Regions from separate parts of the Mus musculus genome. Here region 1 is linked to region 2. A link is a contact called in public promoter capture Hi-C data. All regions are on one chromosome and are shown on one strand. The core of a region is the stretch at or near the end of the contact, and the rest is flanking DNA. Distances in the headings are between cores, read along the strand shown.

Evidence for each region. Promoter capture Hi-C pulls out the DNA fragments that hold promoters and counts their contacts.
Region 1: a promoter capture Hi-C map of liver shows a contact between it and region 2, with 2.3 times the contacts expected there. The contact joins the enhancer-like site here to the promoter of Notch2 in region 2. A contact is called at or near these places in 5 of 39 promoter capture datasets (the SN4741 cell line, cranial neural crest, liver and 1 more) and 3 of 115 datasets of contacts at active chromatin or transcription factors (the SCID.adh cell line, forebrain and pancreatic cancer cells).

What each region holds. Positions count from the first base shown.
Region 1 is chr3:98,245,006-98,248,672 of GRCm38.p6, reverse strand. No RefSeq gene overlaps it. Among named protein-coding and RNA genes, the nearest start is that of Reg4, 25 kb to the right of the region's middle. Within about 2 kb of position 1,507, at least 19 of the 459 cell types and tissues checked have an H3K27ac peak or open chromatin away from gene starts, as enhancers often do. A contact at or near this core is called in the SCID.adh cell line and liver, where this site is marked.
Region 2 is chr3:98,012,055-98,015,846 of GRCm38.p6, reverse strand. Notch2 (notch 2) reads right to left here and starts at 2,309. Exons shown (of 34, transcript NM_010928.2): 1 at 2,076-2,309. The coding sequence starts at 2,148.

The sequences.
Region 1 (3,667 bases), core at 258-2,757, 230 kb before region 2:
TGTAGGAAGTGAGTTGCGCACCCAGGTGGCAGCGGACAGAGCTGACAACTGAGGGGCGATGCACATGCACCCAGCTTTTAAAATGTGGATTCTGAGAATCAAATTCCAGTCCTGGGCAAGCACTTAACTAACACAGCTCCTCTGTGGGATGGCTCTGGGGTTTTGTTTTACTAATTTATTTTTTAGATTTACTGTTTTATGTGTGTGAATTTATTGCCTGTATGTATGTCTGTACACCATGTGCATTCAGTGCCTGTGGGAACTAAAAAAGGACAATTAGGTTGGGCTCCCAGGTGTCCAGGGAGCACAGGTGTGTCCGTCCATTAACGTCTCTCTACAAATGGTTTCTGGAAAGCTTGATCTGGTAGAACCTGGTTTCTCCAGTGGCCAGACTAGGTCAAGGTTCTCAGTATGTTCTCGCATGTTGTTCTGGGCTCACTTCAAATGTCTGTTGGGGCTGGAACTTGGCATGTGAAGTTTCTTTCTTGCGTGCGCCAGACTGGCCAGCAGTAACGACGCTGCAACAGGATCCTTCTGCACACGTTTATTGGGAGAGCTTGATTGCAGAGGCGAAGAGACCCCGAGCCCAGAACTGGTGCTACTTATATAGGCCTAGGAGAGGCATGTCTCACACCCGGATTGGTTATGCACTAAGCCTCATTTGCATGTTCCTCATCTGATTGGCTACTCTCTCTCTCTCTGTACCTCACAGAGCCTCATTATCATACCTCATTTGCATGTCTCACATCTGATTGGTTATACTCCCAAAGCCTCATTATCATGCCCGGGCCAGGCAGTGTCTTTGCAAAAAACTTTACTGCATATGTACACATTGGTTGTTTGTCCAAACTTATGCGTGGTGGCCAGCAGTAGTCAGTGCCACTCTGCAACGGCACATGTGGCTTCCCACATTTCTTCTTCTCAAATACATAACTTAGGGATTCAAGCAATCCTTCCAGGTGCTGTGAGTGGAAGCCACCCCATCCCACTCCTACCCCCTCATCCTACCCCCACTGTGAGACTACAGCTGCAGCACTCATACTCCTGGGCTTGTTTCCTGGGCTTCCTGCAGCTGCAGACAGTCTGCAAGGGAGCTGCAACAGCCCGGTGTTCTGATATCAATATCACCTAACAGTTCAGCCCACAGTCACACTGAAAGTCTGAAAACTCCAGATAAAGTTCCATTGCCCTTATGGGGCAGTGGTGGCACACGCCTTTAATCCCAGCACTTGGGAGGCAGGGGCAGGTGGATTTCTGAGTTCAAGGCCAACCTGGTTTACAGAGTGAGTTCCAGAACAGCCAGGGCTACACAGAGAAACCCTGTCTCAGAAAAAAAAAAAAAAAAAAAGTTCCATTGCCCTGCGCTGAACAACCTTGCAAACCCCTCTGCACTGGTCTTCCAGAACAACCCCTTTTCAGCTTAGTCTCATCACCGAGCACAGCTATTACTCAGTTCAGTGGCGGCTCTGAGCCTCCTGTGTGGCTCTCAGCTCAGATACCTACTGGGTATCCAGGGAAAGGAATGTCAGGTCAGGGCTTTGTTTGACTCCACACTCGCACAGGCCCCTCCCATGTTCAAAATTTCCCCCCGGAAGCACAGCCAGGCTGCTGGGCTGCTTCCTTGGGCTTTGCAGAATCAGCCACAAGTTGATTTAATACCTGTCCACAATTTCATCAAATGTATTCAAAGATGTTTTAACACAGCCCTTTTTTTTTCTATTTATTTGTTTATTTGTATTTTGCTCACCTCGTGTTTTCTAGTGGGTAGCCAATGTCACTGCTCTGTGGCTTCAGATACAAACAACTAACCTGCCTGTGTCCTGTGACAGCTTTGGTAACTGAGACCCTCAGGAATTTTAATCAAGTTTCAGAGCTTTCTGTTAAACCCGGGATAATACCTAGTGACAATATAATTACAGCAGCCGGTGAAATCCTTTCTTCGTTGAGCAGGTATGGCTCTCGTTATCTAGGGACACATGTGGCTGTGCTCCCAGTTTAAATACCTGTCCATAATTTCATTAAATTTATTCAATGATCTTTTAAGACAGTCGTTTGTTTGTTTCTATTTTGCAAATGGAAAAATAGCCTCAGAGAGATTGAGCAATGCCATGCCACTATTAGTCAGTAGATCTGGGATTGGAAATGTTTGACAACAAGATTCATGCCCCTTTTTTTCTTTCTCTTTCTTTCTTTCTTTCTTTCTTTCTTTCTTTCTTTCTTTCTCTCTCTCTTTCTCTCTCTCTCTCTCTCTCTCTCTCTTTCTTTCTTTCTTTCTTTCTTTCCTTGTCTATCTGCATTGTTCAAAACAAAAAAGGATCACTTCAGCTTTGCACAAAGGAGCATGCAAGCAAAAAGAAGGGAGCTGGGCAAGGCGATATCTTTTTACAAAAACGTTGCACAGGAAGCTAGCAAGCACAGGGGGTAGGGGGATCTCTTAGTTTTGATGGTAAGATAAGTGGTGACAGTCTTTGTCCTTCTGTCCTGGCTCTGACCTCACGGTCTTTGCAGATTGACTAGTTTTAAAAGAATTGGCGCAAAGGAAATGAAAGACAGGGGGAAAGGGCAGGTTCCAGACTCCCAAGTGTTGCAACTCGACCTTTGTGTAAACAAAACGTTTACCAGGTAAGGGAGATTAAAATAGGGGGGTGGAGGGGGGATTTATGAAATGTTAGCCTTGCCCCTCCTACACGTCCCTCCCCCACCCCCATCCCCGTAGCTACCTTTGACGAGAGAAAAAAAAAAAAACTTTCACAATGTGAAAAAATATACAGACTGCTTTACCAACCTAATCACACCTCCACAGCTAGGCTGGACTGGTGTGGCAGTGCCCTGAGCAGGACACCTGGATGCAGAAAGGGAGGTGATTCGGCTCATTTTAAGAAGGTTTCTGTCAAGGCAGGGAGGGTGTGGCAGAGAAGAACAGTCAGGCATTAGTTCAGGAAGGACTGTGCTGGCAGGCTCTCTCCTTCTTCCCCTGGATTTCCATTAGGATCCCCAGCCTGTAGGATTATGCCACCCACAAGCAAGGCAGGTCTTCCCCTGACTCCTCTCTGGACACACTCTCAGACTTATCCAGAGATGTGCTCGGCTAAACCTTCTGGACATCACTCTATCCGATCGAGCTGAGAAACACCCATCTATCCCTGTTGCTTCTCAAGTAATGCCTTGAGATTTTTCAAGCTTTGTTCTGAGTTTGTGACAAAATTCAGTGGTATATTTGCTTCAGTGGTATATAGCGATTATGAGGAAGAGGAAGCCAGTGCAGCCTCAATTCATAGGTGTCCAGGTCCCAAGTAGAGTCCAGTGTGGCTGCAGGGCTTTCAGAGGACGAAGTAGTTAACTGGTACTTGAGTCAGAGTCCCTGTTGAACTCCAAAGAATATGGACAACTGCAGACATTCTAGGCCCCTTTTGCAAGCCTGCTTTATCTTTGTCAAACCCACAATTTCTGTTAAGTCAAGGTTATGTGAGTTTGATGATTTTTTAGAAATGAGTTTATTTCTATTTATTACATCATTTTTCTTGGTGTACACATAAAGAATATAGTCCTGATTTGGTATTGTAAGGGTCCGTGACTCAACAACGAATGATACCCCGGACTCAAATAGTATGTAAATGCAAAGAGTGTTTTATTCTGCAGAAGTCCAGCATGCTGAGGTCTCCCATTA
Region 2 (3,792 bases), core at 1,060-3,559:
AAGGGGTGGTCCAGAGAATTGTTCAGAAGCTCACACAGATGGGTTGACAGCTCCTTGCCTTAGGAACCAGTGATGTTCAAATTAACAACTGGCCACGAGCCAAACACGGGAACACTCAAAACTTAGGGAGGGAGAGTTATAATTGGTACCTTGGCAAATACACCATAATAGATTAGGAAGCTTCCCTGCTAGACCCTGGGAAGATTTAAGATTTGCAACAACAACTAGCTCTTTAATCTCTTTCATGAGAATAGTTTAGCATCTAAAGAACACCTGTCCAAAACCCAAAATGCCTACATTTGAGCTGGACTGACACTCAGTGTGACGCCCCAACCGATATCGGTGACAGCGAGGGCCTGCATTAGCAGAAGTGGGGGCATCAGTTCAGCGCACTGGGGTTCAACATGGGAGAAAGCCCGTGTGCCAGCCTCATCCCATCTCTGTTGCCAGCGTTAGCACTTGTGAGTCACTTTACGTACTAGTCCCCGAAGTACTCAAGAGAAAAATAGTTAGGCTTTGAATCCTATTCCATATGGGAAAAGACACAGGTCATGAAGACTAAAGTTACTTTACTATGTAAAACAAGTCGTGGGGGACCAAGCACTTTCATCCTCAGAAAAAAAACCACACTAATCATACAGCTCTTTACACTAAGTCTACACTGAGGGCTAACAGCTTCACTCAAAGAAAAGGGGCAAGGCAAGAATGCCATCGTTGAGTTTTGAGGAAAACTTTCGGGAACCATTCAATCCTGAATTCAATCCTGGTCCACTTCTGAAAACCTACAGACCCAGCAATGTATGACATTCTAATTTTCCAGAAAGTATCTGGTTGATGCTGGACAGCCCAGCACTGTTTGCAGGTGATAAATAATCGAGTCTTCCTCAAAGCATCTGCGATTGGCATGTCAGCTGCCTGTTACAATGAACAAAGACCATACTTTTCTGAAACTCATCCCTTCTCTGAGGAAATGTACTAGAGTTTTTCTGGTAAAAGTTAATTGTTCTTGAGTAAAGGGGGACCCTACCAGTTCAACAAACCAGTACAAGACATAGCCCCACTGGAAGCACAGACTTCAAACCAGTACAAGACATAGCCCCACTGGAAGCACAGACTTCAAACCAGTACAAGACATAGCCCCACTGGAAGCACAGACTTCGAACCAGTACAAGACATAGCCCCACTGGAAGCACAGACTTCAAACCAGTACAAGACATAGCCCCATTGGAAGCACAGACCAAACCGCTGCTCCTGCCCTGAAACAACTTTTCTGAACATCTTTTAAGTGCTACGGGTTTAATATACATTCTTTTAATTAATCCTATTAGCTGGGTAATTTCATCCCCATTTTATTGGTGAGTTAATACAGAAGATTTGAATCCAGGATTACAGAGCTGGACTCCAAAGCCGAAGTTCTTTCCATACAACATTCCAAAGAAATGTAAAATCTAAAGATGTGGGTGGAGTGGGTAAAATATGATCCGATTTCCTTTCCTGGCTCCCACCAAGTTAGCGAGGGGGCACGGAATATCCCACCATAACAAGCCTTTCTAAGCAAGCACTTCGGATCAAGCAACGTCTCCACTTTTCCTCGCCTGCCCCTGCCCCACCCCCAACGGTGCCAAAAGAGCAGCAAGCTGCTGCCAGGTTGGAGGAGTTGGGGATCGTCACACCACATTCCTGGGGCTGGACGCACACTGGAACCGCAGCAGAGCTCCGCGCCTCGGAAAGAATAACAGCAGTTGAGATTTTCAATCATGTGGCTCAGCACGCTGCCACACCAGTTCCCCCACTGCTGCCTCCACCTATCCAAGACCTAAGCCCCACGCCCAACTCCTCCTCCGGACAAACCGACCGATCCGGGTGTCAAAAGCTGGGAACGCCGCAAGCCCCCGCCGCCCTCCCGACCACACTCGCACCTCGGCCCGCGAGCTGCTCGCCCGAGACCCCGCTAACGCGGAACCCGGGACGCTACGCGTTGCCAAGACTCGAGGCCCGGACGAGGCAGTTTGGAAGACGCAGTCCCCGTAGCGCAGAGACAGAGAGGGATGGTCTCCCGGGCGCCCGGTACTCACCGTGCGCGGGGCCCGCGCCGCACAGCCAGAGCCACAGCAGCGCCCGCAGCGCGGCGGGACGCAGAGCGGGCATCTTCGGGGCCGCAGCCAGAGCAGATCCGCATGGGGAGCGGGTCCCGACCAGGAGCCCGGCTCTCGCGTGCTCTACCCTGCCCCCGCGGCTCGCTGAGTCCTGGAGCTCCCGCTGCGCCGCCCCTGCACTCCGCGCAGCCAGGCCGCCGCCCGAAGTTTGGCTGAAAGTTTCTGGCTGCGCCGCGCGGCTGGGCGGCCCGCGTGTCCTTCCGCCTCGGCCTCCTCCCACCGCGAGGCTCCGCCCCCGTCGCCGCCGCGCGCCCAGGGGTTTCCCGCAGAAAGAAGCGCCGGTCCTCTGCGCGCGGAGGGATCTGAGTGAGCAGCACCCCGTACTCCGCCCGCTCGACCGCCGAGCCCGCCCATGAGCTCGGAAAGGGGGGCGGCTGAAGCGCCCAACATCAAACACTAGGGTTTACCCGGGTCCTGAACTTGTAGAGAGAGGCAGACCTCATGCCCCACACACCCACCCACACACTTCTTGGCTGGTTAGAGGAATGAGGGAGAGCAAAAACGAGACTGTCAACGGAAGGCAGAGGGCAAAGGCGCCAAAGTACTCTTAAGAGGACATTCCTTAAGATGCTCTGGGCATTTCGTTCATTCATCCGTCCATCCACCCACCCATCCTTGGTTCTTTTAGTGAACTTCGTGTAGCAAGGTGCTTGGGACACTGGAATCGTCCGCTCTAGGGTCTAGAAGAATTTAGGGGAGGCTTTCAAGAGACAGCAGGAGCTTGAAACTCTAGTCAAAGGTGTAGAAAATAGAAAGAAGAACCAGGAATACTCTTTATAACCTATTAATAGCTGCGAGTGAAGAGTAACCTAAATGCCCCACCCTTAGGGACTAGATGAATAATGCATAATTATAAGTGCAATACAATTGAAAATACCATCTTCATATACGTCAGCCGTAAAACCAAAATGATGATGAAAACACGAATCGCAGAGCGAGACTCTAAGAATGCCATTTACATATAAATGTTTCCAAACAACACTGAACATTGTATGGACGTTTGTGTGCATAGTTTTTAAAAGATAAAGCTATTACACTAACAATTTCCAAAGTGGGAGAGTGGAGGGTGTGATCTGTCTTAGGAATAAATGCATTTGTAGAACGAAATTGGCAACTACGAGGAATTGCATAAGTAACACAGGACTGTTTGTATTTCTGTCTTGACTACACGGGGAAGTCTTTATGGCCCAGGATCATGGCCTTCATCACTAGTGCCTATCAATTAGTAGATGGTGACCTAGAATGCAGAATACCGTTCAGCAAGTGCAAATGGGTGTGAACATTAAAACTGCAGTTTAATAAGCACTATAGAGTCTGAGGAAATGGATCAGCGGGAAAGAGTGCTTGCTGTGCAAGCACGGGGACCTGAGTTCAAATCTCCAACACTCACAGTGAAAGCCAGGTTTGACTATGCACATGCCTCAAACAGCTGTAGGGAGTAGAGTTAAATGAATCTCTGGGGCTAATTAGCAGGTAGCCCAGTTCCAGGTTCAGTAAGAGATCCCCCCCCCCCCAACCAGGGAATAAGTTAGAGAGTAATAGAACAGGATATCTGATGTCCTCTGACCTCCACACACATGAATATATACATACACATATACAGCATATATCATACATATATACCATATATCACACA